Linked DNA regions of Sus scrofa: region 1 is linked to region 2. The links are chromatin contacts, called in public HiChIP or PLAC-seq maps. All regions are on one chromosome and are shown on one strand. Each heading gives the region's core, a stretch centred on a gene start, on an enhancer-like site or on the middle of the called end of the contact. The rest is flanking DNA. Distances are from core to core; before and after follow the strand shown. Region 1 overlaps MTSS1 (metastasis suppressor protein 1). Region 2 overlaps LOC106509966 (a long non-coding RNA gene).

The links. HiChIP or PLAC-seq counts read pairs in DNA pulled down with a chosen protein or histone mark.
Region 1: an H3K27ac HiChIP or PLAC-seq map of skeletal muscle shows a contact between it and region 2. The contact joins two enhancer-like sites. A contact is called at or near these places in 2 of 2 datasets of contacts at active chromatin or transcription factors (alveolar macrophages and skeletal muscle).

What each region holds. Positions count from the first base shown.
Region 1 is chr4:15,032,987-15,037,603 of Sscrofa11.1, forward strand. All of the region lies in intron 3 of MTSS1 (metastasis suppressor protein 1), which reads left to right. Among named protein-coding and RNA genes, the nearest start is that of NDUFB9, 78 kb to the right of the region's middle. Within about 2 kb of position 1,650, at least 9 of the 83 cell types and tissues checked have an H3K27ac peak or open chromatin away from gene starts, as enhancers often do. A contact at or near this core is called in skeletal muscle, where this site is marked.
Region 2 is chr4:14,817,183-14,822,232 of Sscrofa11.1, forward strand. LOC106509966 (a long non-coding RNA gene) reads right to left here. Exons shown (of 3, transcript XR_001308019.2): 2 at 1,516-1,707. Among named protein-coding and RNA genes, the nearest start is that of ZNF572, 97 kb to the left of the region's middle. Within about 2 kb of position 2,944, at least 29 of the 83 cell types and tissues checked have an H3K27ac peak or open chromatin away from gene starts, as enhancers often do. A contact at or near this core is called in skeletal muscle, where this site is marked.

The sequences.
Region 1 (4,617 bases), core at 400-2,899, 210 kb after region 2:
CTCGTTGAGAATTGGGTTGGCTACCTCTTAAGGCCGTGGAAGCTTTTCTCTGCGTGAACTTTGACCTGGGCCCTGCAGCTGCTTCCAGGTAAACAGGAATATGGGTAGGTTGCTAGGAGTGGAGCAGTAGCCTGTGACAGGCTCACTTCTGACGCCTGTGTGCAGGCTGGGCAGGGGCTGGGAGCCCATGGCCGGCTTATCTGCTCCAGTGACCAAGAGATGCTTTGGGAGACCTTTCTTAGTGCCAGGGCCGTGTACACCAGCCCCTTCGATGGTCGCCATGGAGATGCCATCCCTGTTTCCTTTCTCAACTGTCTGCTGGAGCAGAGGCTGGGGCCACCCCCAGAGGAGGGAACGGGAAACCAGATATCCCAGACAGAACTTGGAGGACCCTCTGATCTGTCCTCACTAAGCTCGAGTCATTTCTAGCCAGCTTATCCTGTGATCAGGTAGATCTCATCACCTCTTTTCTGACGGCAGGCGGGGTGTCTCCCAGCAAACCCTGCCTTATGGAATAGAACCATACTAGCGGATTGCCACCCCCACCTATGAGCCCCTGCTCTGTGGCTGAGGTTGCTCACTTCTGCATTTCATGCTTCTCAAGATCCTTTTTTAAAAAATACATATTTTTCTTTTTAGGGCCACACCTGCGACATATGGAGGCTCCCAGGCTAGCCATCAAATTGGAGCCACAGCCACCAGCCTACCCCACAGCCACAGCAATGCCCGACCTGAGCTGCATCTACGACCTATGCTGGATTCTTAGCCCACTGAATGAGGCCAGGGATCGAACCCGCATCCTCATGGACATAAGTCACATTCTTAACCTGCTGAGCCACAACAGGAATGCCTCAGGATCCTTTTGACTGGGGCTACCTGGACCATGGGAACATTATCTAGCTCAAGCATCCTGGCAGCAAAAGGAGCTGAAAAGCTGTCCCTGGGCTGGACCAGCCCAGCACTGTGCATGAAAAATGTTTCTACGAAAAGAACCAATGAAACATGAGCATGGCTCTGTGTAGAGAAAAATTATTCTCCTGGAAGATCTACATACCCCAGCTTCCTCTCCCAGAGCCTTTCGGATGGGCTGTGGTCTCTCTTCTGTCTGGTCCTTTCACTCACCCTCATCCTCTTCATCCTTGTCAGCACAGTGTCATGCTGAAGACATGTGGCCCCGGAGTCTTGTTTAGGTTTCCCTTCACGTCCTCATCAGGCTCTGCGTAGTGCTCTGCACATAGCAGGTACTCGTTTTGTTTATGGAATATTGACTGCGAAGCCCACTGGGAAGTGCAGGCAGGCAACGGGGACATTGCCTGGATGCCATCCTGTCATCTGGATTTCTTGGATGGACACACTGCTGTGTGTGAGGATTTGCGCATGAAAAGGGATGTGTAGCCTTTCTGTTCTGCAGCAGCGCCTGGGAGTCTGTTCATCAAGAAATTGAAGAAAACTAGATGTGTTTAAAGAAGATAGTGTGGCTGCACTTGCAGCTGGAGCATTGAAGCACCTTTCACAATGGGTCTCAGAGCTGCATTGTTTGTGTGTGTGTGAGTGTGTGTGTGTGTTGGGGGTGGGGAGCTGTTCCTTAACTGGCCTTCTCTCTCAGAGCCAAGATCAGGCAGCCTTTGCGGATAGAATTGCCTCCCAAGCAGATGGTCTGTACCAGCTGAACTTGGCCGTGAAAGCCGCCTGTGTTGGGGAGCTGAAAGTCTGTGTCTAAAAGTGCTGGTCTGTCTCAAGTTTCAGGTTTTGTTAATATCCCTAAGTTCCCCACCACTTGCTCCTTTTGCTGAACTGGACTCGTGCCTATAAGAATGAGTTGGAGGCGTTTCTGTCATGGCTCAGTGGTTAACGAACCCAACTAGTATCCATGAGGATGCAGGTTTGATCCCTGGCCTCTCTCAGTGGGTTAAGAATATGGCGTTGCCATGAGCTGTGGTGTGGGTCGCTGACACTGCTCGGATCTGGCATTGCTGTGGCTCTGGCGTAGGCAGGTGGCTACAGCTCCAATTGGACCCCTAGCCTGGGAGCCTCCATGTGCCTCAGGTAAGGCCCTGAAAAAACAAAAACAAAAAAACAAAAATAAAAACAAACCAAAAAAAAATGAGTTGGAATGATTGTGATAGCTTCAGTACAAAGATTAGAAGGATTTTGCCTCTTGCCAAGAACCCCCTTGCCCTAATGGAGCTCTTTGCATTTTGGAGTGTATTCTCCAATGATTTAACTCATATGTTCCTTAACCAGAATCTTGAAAGGCCAGGAGAAAGTCCCACTTTGCAGATGAGCAAACTGAGGCTCAGAAGAACCTTTCCTTTTGCTAGTTAGGGTCAGGTAACTAGCGGGAGGCAGAGCCAGGACATGCATCAGATACTACCCAACAAAGAGGACAACCATTTGTGACTTCTCTTTCTGGCTCCCAAGCCCCAAGTCCTGTCCAGAAAACCATTTCCCTGAAAAGGGATGATTTGCATATTTGGATCTGAAATCCACACACCCAGGCCCGGACAGATTGGGGACCTCATGCTATTCCAGCTGCTGAGGTCTGTGGGCAGGGAAATGCAGCCACGTTGTTTATAGCATTTATCTATGAAACAAATAGAGTGAGCTGAATGTCAGGAAGTTTCCAGGTTTGCCAGACATCTGCCATTTGTCATGTGGAGGGTGACAGCTTTGTGTGGGGGCCTCCTTCATTCTCAGGCCCACACCTCCCTGCTCTGGGCAAATCCATCCCTTTGGGGTCAGCCTCCAGGCTTCTGCCATCTGCTGGTCGGTCTCCTTTCATCTGGACGGACATTTATTTCAGCGCCATCCACACACCTGGCACAGTCCAGGGGTATTTGGTCCAGCCAGTGGCACCCGAGACTCTGCCAAACCAAACGGCCACCTCTTGGTATCCGTGTCTGTTCATGGAGCTCCCAGATGAGGTTGCCTGGACCTCAGATGTCAGACACAGTTTCGGTTCCCAGTCCTGCCTCGCTCATCACTCTCGTGCTCTCCAGGTGGGCGGGTACTGGTCCCTGCTGTCCTCCCATACATACCCCTCCCCTCCTTTTCTCTCCCTCTGTCACATCACAACCCCTCCGCCCCCCTCCCCATGTCTAGACTGCATTTGGTCACCTCCTTTCTGAACTCTAGTCCATGCCTCTCACCAGCCCTCCTCCTCCCGCAAACCTGGGCAGAGAATCCTCCATCACAGCCCTGCCCTGCTCAGAAAGATGGTGCTCCCGTGCCATCTGAACACAGCCTTTGGAGCTCATGTGAGGCTCACGTTAAATAGTGTGGGCTTGCCCCTGTCCTTGGGAGCAGGGCTGTCTTGTTCTTCCTTTGTCCTTACAGGTAGGTCTTTGCAAACCCATGCGCCTTCTCCAATTTGGGCATGCGTGCTGACTAGCACAGGTAAATCTCTCCTTTGTTTTAAGCCAGTTTAACCAGCACGTATCAATTCACTTGGGGAAGCGATGGTTGACGGCTTTGATGAGCTGACAGGAAGAGAGGAGGGAATTTTCCTACCTTCTCAGGGAAGGGCTAGATGGCAGCGTGTTTTAGAAGGGGTTTCCGTATTTTCTTTTCCTTTATTTATTTATTTGTCTTTTTGCCTTTTTCTAGGGCTGCTCACGCGGCATATGGAGGTTCCCAGGCTAAGGGTCTAATCGGAGCTGTTGCTGCCTGCCCTCGCCAGAACCACAGCAACGCAGGATCCAAACCACATCTGCGACCTACAACACAGCTCGCACAACCCACTGAGGGAGGCCAGGGATCGAACCCGAAACCTCATGGTTCCTAGTCAGATTCGTTAACCACTGAGCCACGACAGGAACTCCGGTTTCCGCATTTTAGATGCTCTTCACTTTTTTTAAATTTATTTCCCTCTAAGCTGAATGCTTAAACTGCATGGTTGATATTATAAATTTCACTCTTTTTGGCTGATTTGTTGATTCAACCGAATTTCACTGTGCAGGTGAGTGGTTTGGGGGCGGGGGTAGGAGGGAGCCTCCGAGCACCAAACTATTTTGGACCCTGGATTTATTTATGTTGGATAAAAAGGAAATGTGGTTTTCACAGAGCTTAACCATGTTTCCTAATAATTGTAGCCTTTCAGTATTTATCACCTAGGAAGGTGATGGATCAGTACCTGCATGGAAATTATTTGGGGAAAGATGACAAGCTTGATACACACGTACGGACAAGAACATATGCAGTTTAGTCCCCTGTGTTCTTTGTAAGAAGGATAATATTTGTGTGACTTCAGATGATGCCAGATGAAGTTAAACAGATGAAGTTAAACATTTTCAATGGAAAATGGCTAATTTAGCCTGGAATGGCTAAACTGAGTAGTTTGGGGAATCTTTTGTTACTGGAACCCTTCAGGTGAAACGGTTCTTTCTGGATTTCCCTTGAATGTTTCCTCTAATCCCCAAGACTTCAGCTCCTGAATGGCCAGGAGCAGATAAAGGCAGGTAGGCTGGGTAGTTCTTATTCATGTCTAGGGATGGGGTTTTATATGGGGGTTGTATATGTATTTTGCATATGGGGTCAACTCTGATCTCGCCCTAGGCCCCCTCCTATTTTCTTTTGACTCAGTCTGGGAGGGTCTTTTTCTTCTTTTCTCTCTCCCTC
Region 2 (5,050 bases), core at 1,694-4,193:
ATAAGCAAAATGTGGAATATGTGTATATATATATATACAGTAGAATACTAAGGAGCCTTAAAAAGGAAAGTAATTTTTTTTTTTTTTGTCTTTTGTCCTTTTTAGGGCCAAACCCAAGGCATATGGAGGTTCCTGGGCTAGGGGTCTAATTGGAGCTGTAGCCGCTGGCCTATGCCAGAGCCACAGCAACACCAGATCTGAGCCACGTCTTTGACAGCTCACGGCAATGCTGGATCCTTAACCCACTGAGCGAGGCCAGGGATGGAACTCCCAACCTCATAGTTCTTGGTTGGATTCGTTTCCACTGAGCCACGACGGGGACTCCGGAAAGTAATTTTAACACAAGCTACAACATAGATAGATCTTGAGGACATTATATTAAGTGAAATAAGCCAGTCACAAAAAGATAAATACCGTATTTTACCTTCATATGTAAGGTGCCTAAAATTGTCAATCATTTAGAGGCCCAAAGAATGATGGCAATCAGTGGCTGGTGGGGTAGCAAGGGAGGAGAATTGTTGAGTGGATATAGAATTTCGACTTTGCAAGATGAAAAGAGCTCTGTGGGTGGACGTGGTGATGGTAGCACAACATTCTGAAGGTACTTAATGCCATTGACCTGTACACTTAAAGATGGTTGAAATGGTGAATTTTACATTGTGCATACTTTATCATAATTCAAAAAAAAAAGGAAAAATAATAAGACCTGTTGTGCAGAGTTGTGAGAATTATAAAAGATGATGTCAGATATCCCGTTGTGGCTCAGTGGTTAACAAACCCGACTAGGAACCATGAGGTTTTGGGTTCGATCCCTGGCCTCGCTCAGTGGGTTAAGGATCCGGCATTGCCGTGAGCTGTGGTGTAGGTCGCAGATATGGCTCGGATCCCACGTTGCGATGGCTGTGGTGGAGGCTGGCAGTTACACCTCCAATTAGACCCCTAGCCTGGGAACCTCCATATGCTGAGGGAGCAGCCCTAAAAAGACACACACACACACAAAAAAAGATGGTGACCATCATTCAAGGGCTCACAGCTCTCAGGCCTGGCGCAGAGGAGGTACGTCATCAGTGGAGGCGATGCTTATTATTTAACTTAGTAACGGCTCTGTGTCTGCTGTGGGAATTGTCCCTGGTGAGACTCATGCCGCCACATGTATCAAGGGGAAAAAGTCGCTCTGTCTCATCTGCTTCCCCAAGCGCTTGTGAGGAACAAATGAGCTCCTGTGCGGGGCGGGGGGGAAAAGAGCTTCATAAAGTGCCAGGAAAAAAAAAAAAAAGTTGAGAAATGATTGATCGAGGTGTTAGGGGCGCATTTCTCAGCTGGGCTTCTTGTCTGCCTTCTCTGAGACCTTTGTTTCCCCGTCACATCACCCGGCCACCTTCCACGGGGAGGAAGGTCTTCAGAGACCGCGGGCCACCTCCCCGACTGGAACCCGCAGGCAGGAACTCTGTCCTGACATCCCCGCCCCCGGCCCTGCGCCTGCACCCAGAGGGAGCTCGGCTCTGTTTTTCTCACCTCGGCTGAGTTTGGGAAGCTTGAAGCAACCATTTGGAGAACGGGAGCCAGGAAACCCCCTTCTGAGGTCAGAGGCCAGAGGTTCAGACCTGCTTTATAAAGTGGGGTCCCCTCCTGGGTACCGTTTCACACAAGCGTCTGATGGTCCATCCTTGTGCCGACATGGGCTCCGGGGGCCAGGGGGGCAGCGCCCTGTGGGAAGGGAAGGGAAAGGAAGTCAAATTCAGGGAAAGCAGGCAGGGGAGTGTGTGGGGGGGAGTGGGTGGAGGAATGGGGCGGGGAGCGGCGGATGCTCCTGGACCTCCCAGGAAGAGGTGACTTCAGGACATGGCTGCTTGGTTGTTTTCAATGGTTTTCATTACTTGGTTTGAGTTCCTGTAGAGTAAGTGTTTCTCAAGCATATTTGGGGGATCTAATTCTGGAGTCCTTGAGCACAAAAGAATGCGATAAAATACCTGCTCCACAGAAATGGAGACGGCTGCCCAGGAGCTGCCTGGGCTGTCTGCATACACCCTTTGCAGACAGGCCCTGCGAGGGCAAGTGACTGGCCCAGGGAGTCACAGAAAGATGGCAGAACAGGGACAACAGCTCGGTTCCTGGCCAGCATGGATCCTACAACGCTTCCGCCCCGTGACTGAAAAGGCTGAGGTAAACCGAGGAACAAAGGCAGTTTCGCTGGGACAGGCAGGCAGTTTTCCTATTAAAAGACCAAGTGTGTTCACCTAAGAGCCTCTTCACCTTTCAGGAGTCGGAATGGCTCACATTTGAGCTGAATTTTCCCTCTGAATACCAGACCAGAAAATTCACTTGTTTGTCATTCTTCCTTTTGACTCATAATCATTCCTCAGCATGTCCTACAGAAGGGAGTGCTGGTAAGTCACAGAGAAGAGGAAGAAAATATGATGAGATAGCACGAGGGGCTTTCTCAGTCATCCAACACCAAGGAACACGCTTACTCAGACTGGCTCAATGATGAACAAGGGACTTTCTCCTCAAGAAGGGATAGAAAATGGCGCCCGCGGGGTTTCCCACTGACGGAGCACGACCTGCCCACGGGTTCCAAGTGTCTCCGTAGTAACCGGCCCCTGTTTCCTTGGGTAGGGTTGGTCCGGGGTGACTCATGCTAGATGGACACACCGAGGTGAGGCCTGGAGAAGTCAGCTGGGTTGTTCAAGAGCACACGGCACACCCGTCAAGTCAAACTCAAGCAGCACCACACAGAACTCAGGCTCCTTCCTGCTTTGAGAAGATTTCACAAGGCCGGAAAGCCAGCACCCTGGGGTCAAGGGAAGGGGAGGCAGCTCCAGGACACACCCGAGAGCAGTTTCTGGTCAGGCATTCCTGGCAACATGGGTTACCACAGCCTGCCCACGCCTTGCCCAGGGTGAAAGCTGATAGCGAGGCCTGTCAAATGCCAAGGCAGAGCAGTGCCTCCGGCCTGGTTTAGGGGCACTGAGAGGTCTCCCTTCTAAAAATAGCTCCCCCCACCCCACGCAGTAGAAGCCGAACTTATCACATGAAAGTCTCACTCCCTTAGTTTGAGGCATCACATTCTTAGCAGATCTGATTTAAAAATTAAATACCATTATGTGCAGAACAAACTGAGGTCTGACCATGTTATGATACCTCACTTGGCGTTTATTTATATCCCTGCACAAATCCAGAGAAGGATTTTCTTCCTGCACCTGAGGCATGTGGAAGTTCCCGGGCCAGGGATCAAATCCGAACCACAGCTGCAGCATACACACAGCTGAGGCAATGCCGGATCCTTAACCCACTGTGCCGCAGTAGGAACTCCCAGAGAAGGATTTAAGAGCATCACAAATTTACTTCTCAGATTAGCTGATGGAGGTAAACAGATCTCGTTCTGATGAATCCGAAGCAGCTAGAGAGAACTTTAGCTCTGCCTTGGATTTTTTTTGCTCGAAACACTCAAAAGGTCTCCCCAATGCACTTTAAGAAGAAACTTTGCCCCCCATCATTCACCATCTTGCTCCTAGGATCCCACCTCACTCAAATGCATAGAGTCGTTTCACGCCCCAGACTTCCTACAAGCTGCCCCTCTGCTGGGCGACCTTCTCCCACCCTGGCTCCCCTCTACCTTCAGATCTTAGCTTAAAATGCTGCCACTTATACCACCACTATGCCAGCTAAGTGCTGAAACAGGAAGCAGTTTGCCAACTTGTTGGACCTCAGCTGGGAAGGTGTGCATTGGTAGCACTTAAAATGCCACCACTGTGCCAGCTAAGTGCTCCCCCTTATCTCTCACTCTATTCTTTTCTTTCCCAGTGTTTCAGGGCTTCTTACAATTTGAATGTGTGTGTATACAGTCGTCCGTCCTCACTATTGCAAATTCTGTCTATAAAATTGGCCACTCCCTAAAATACATTTGTAACCCCCAGATCAATACTTGCAGTACTTTTGAGGTCATATGTGGGCATGTGCAGACAGCAAAAAATACGAATCACCCAACACACACCTTCCCAGCAAACTGCTTCTGGTTGCAGCTCTCAGGCTCTAAACGAGGGTCCTTTCTGCAATCAGTTTTGTGCCACATTTTTCACATTTGGGAGCTTTCAGTGGGTGGTTTCCCTGCTTAAAATCGTTCCCCCAGCAGAGTGCCGGGCTGCTGTCTAGTGTCCCTAAGCTCCAGAAGGCTGGGAGGTGCCTTATGGAGAAAAGACGTATGTGTATTAGATAAGAATCATTCAGGCATGAGTTGTATTGCTGTTGGCATGAGTTCAATGTCAATGACTCAACAGTCCTTATTAAATAAGTGTTTTTGAACAGAAGCACACATAGGGCAAGGTTTTATATACTGATGGGCTGATGAAAATGTTGTGAACAGAGGCTCACAGGAACCTAACCCTGTATCGCCCCTAGGAGCAGCGGTTCAATATTCACCAATTCGGTGCGTGGAGTGACTTTATAAAACATAACTATCATGAATAATAAGAATCAATCAATTTTATTCTTATGAGTTTCTTTAGGGCTGCTGTTGCAAATTCCACAAACTGGGTGGCTTAAAACAACAGAATTTTATTCTCTCATAGTTCTGGAGGCCAGAAGTCTAAAAACAAGGTGTCAGCAGGCCATGCTTCCTCCAAGGCTCTAGAGAAGACTCCTTCTTGCCTCTTCCTAGTTTCTTGGCTGCCAACAATCCTTGGCATCCCTTGGCTTGCAGCTGCATCTGAGTCCCGGTCATCACAGGGCCTTCCCTCATGTGTCTCTGTCTCTCCTCTCCTCTTGTAAGAACACCAGTCATACTGCATTGGGGGCTCACCCTAGTTCAGCATGACCTCCTCCTAACCAACTCCATCTGCAATGACTCTATTTCCAAATAAGATCACATTCTGAAGTTCTGGAAAGGACATCAATCTTTGGGAGAGGACACCACTCCACCCAGATATATGCTTATTTTATACATTACATATATATTTATATACATAACTCAAATATATAATCAGTATCAACATTGCATAAATCATTACTTTAATCAACATCTACCTCCCAAACTAGATTGCAACATAAGGAA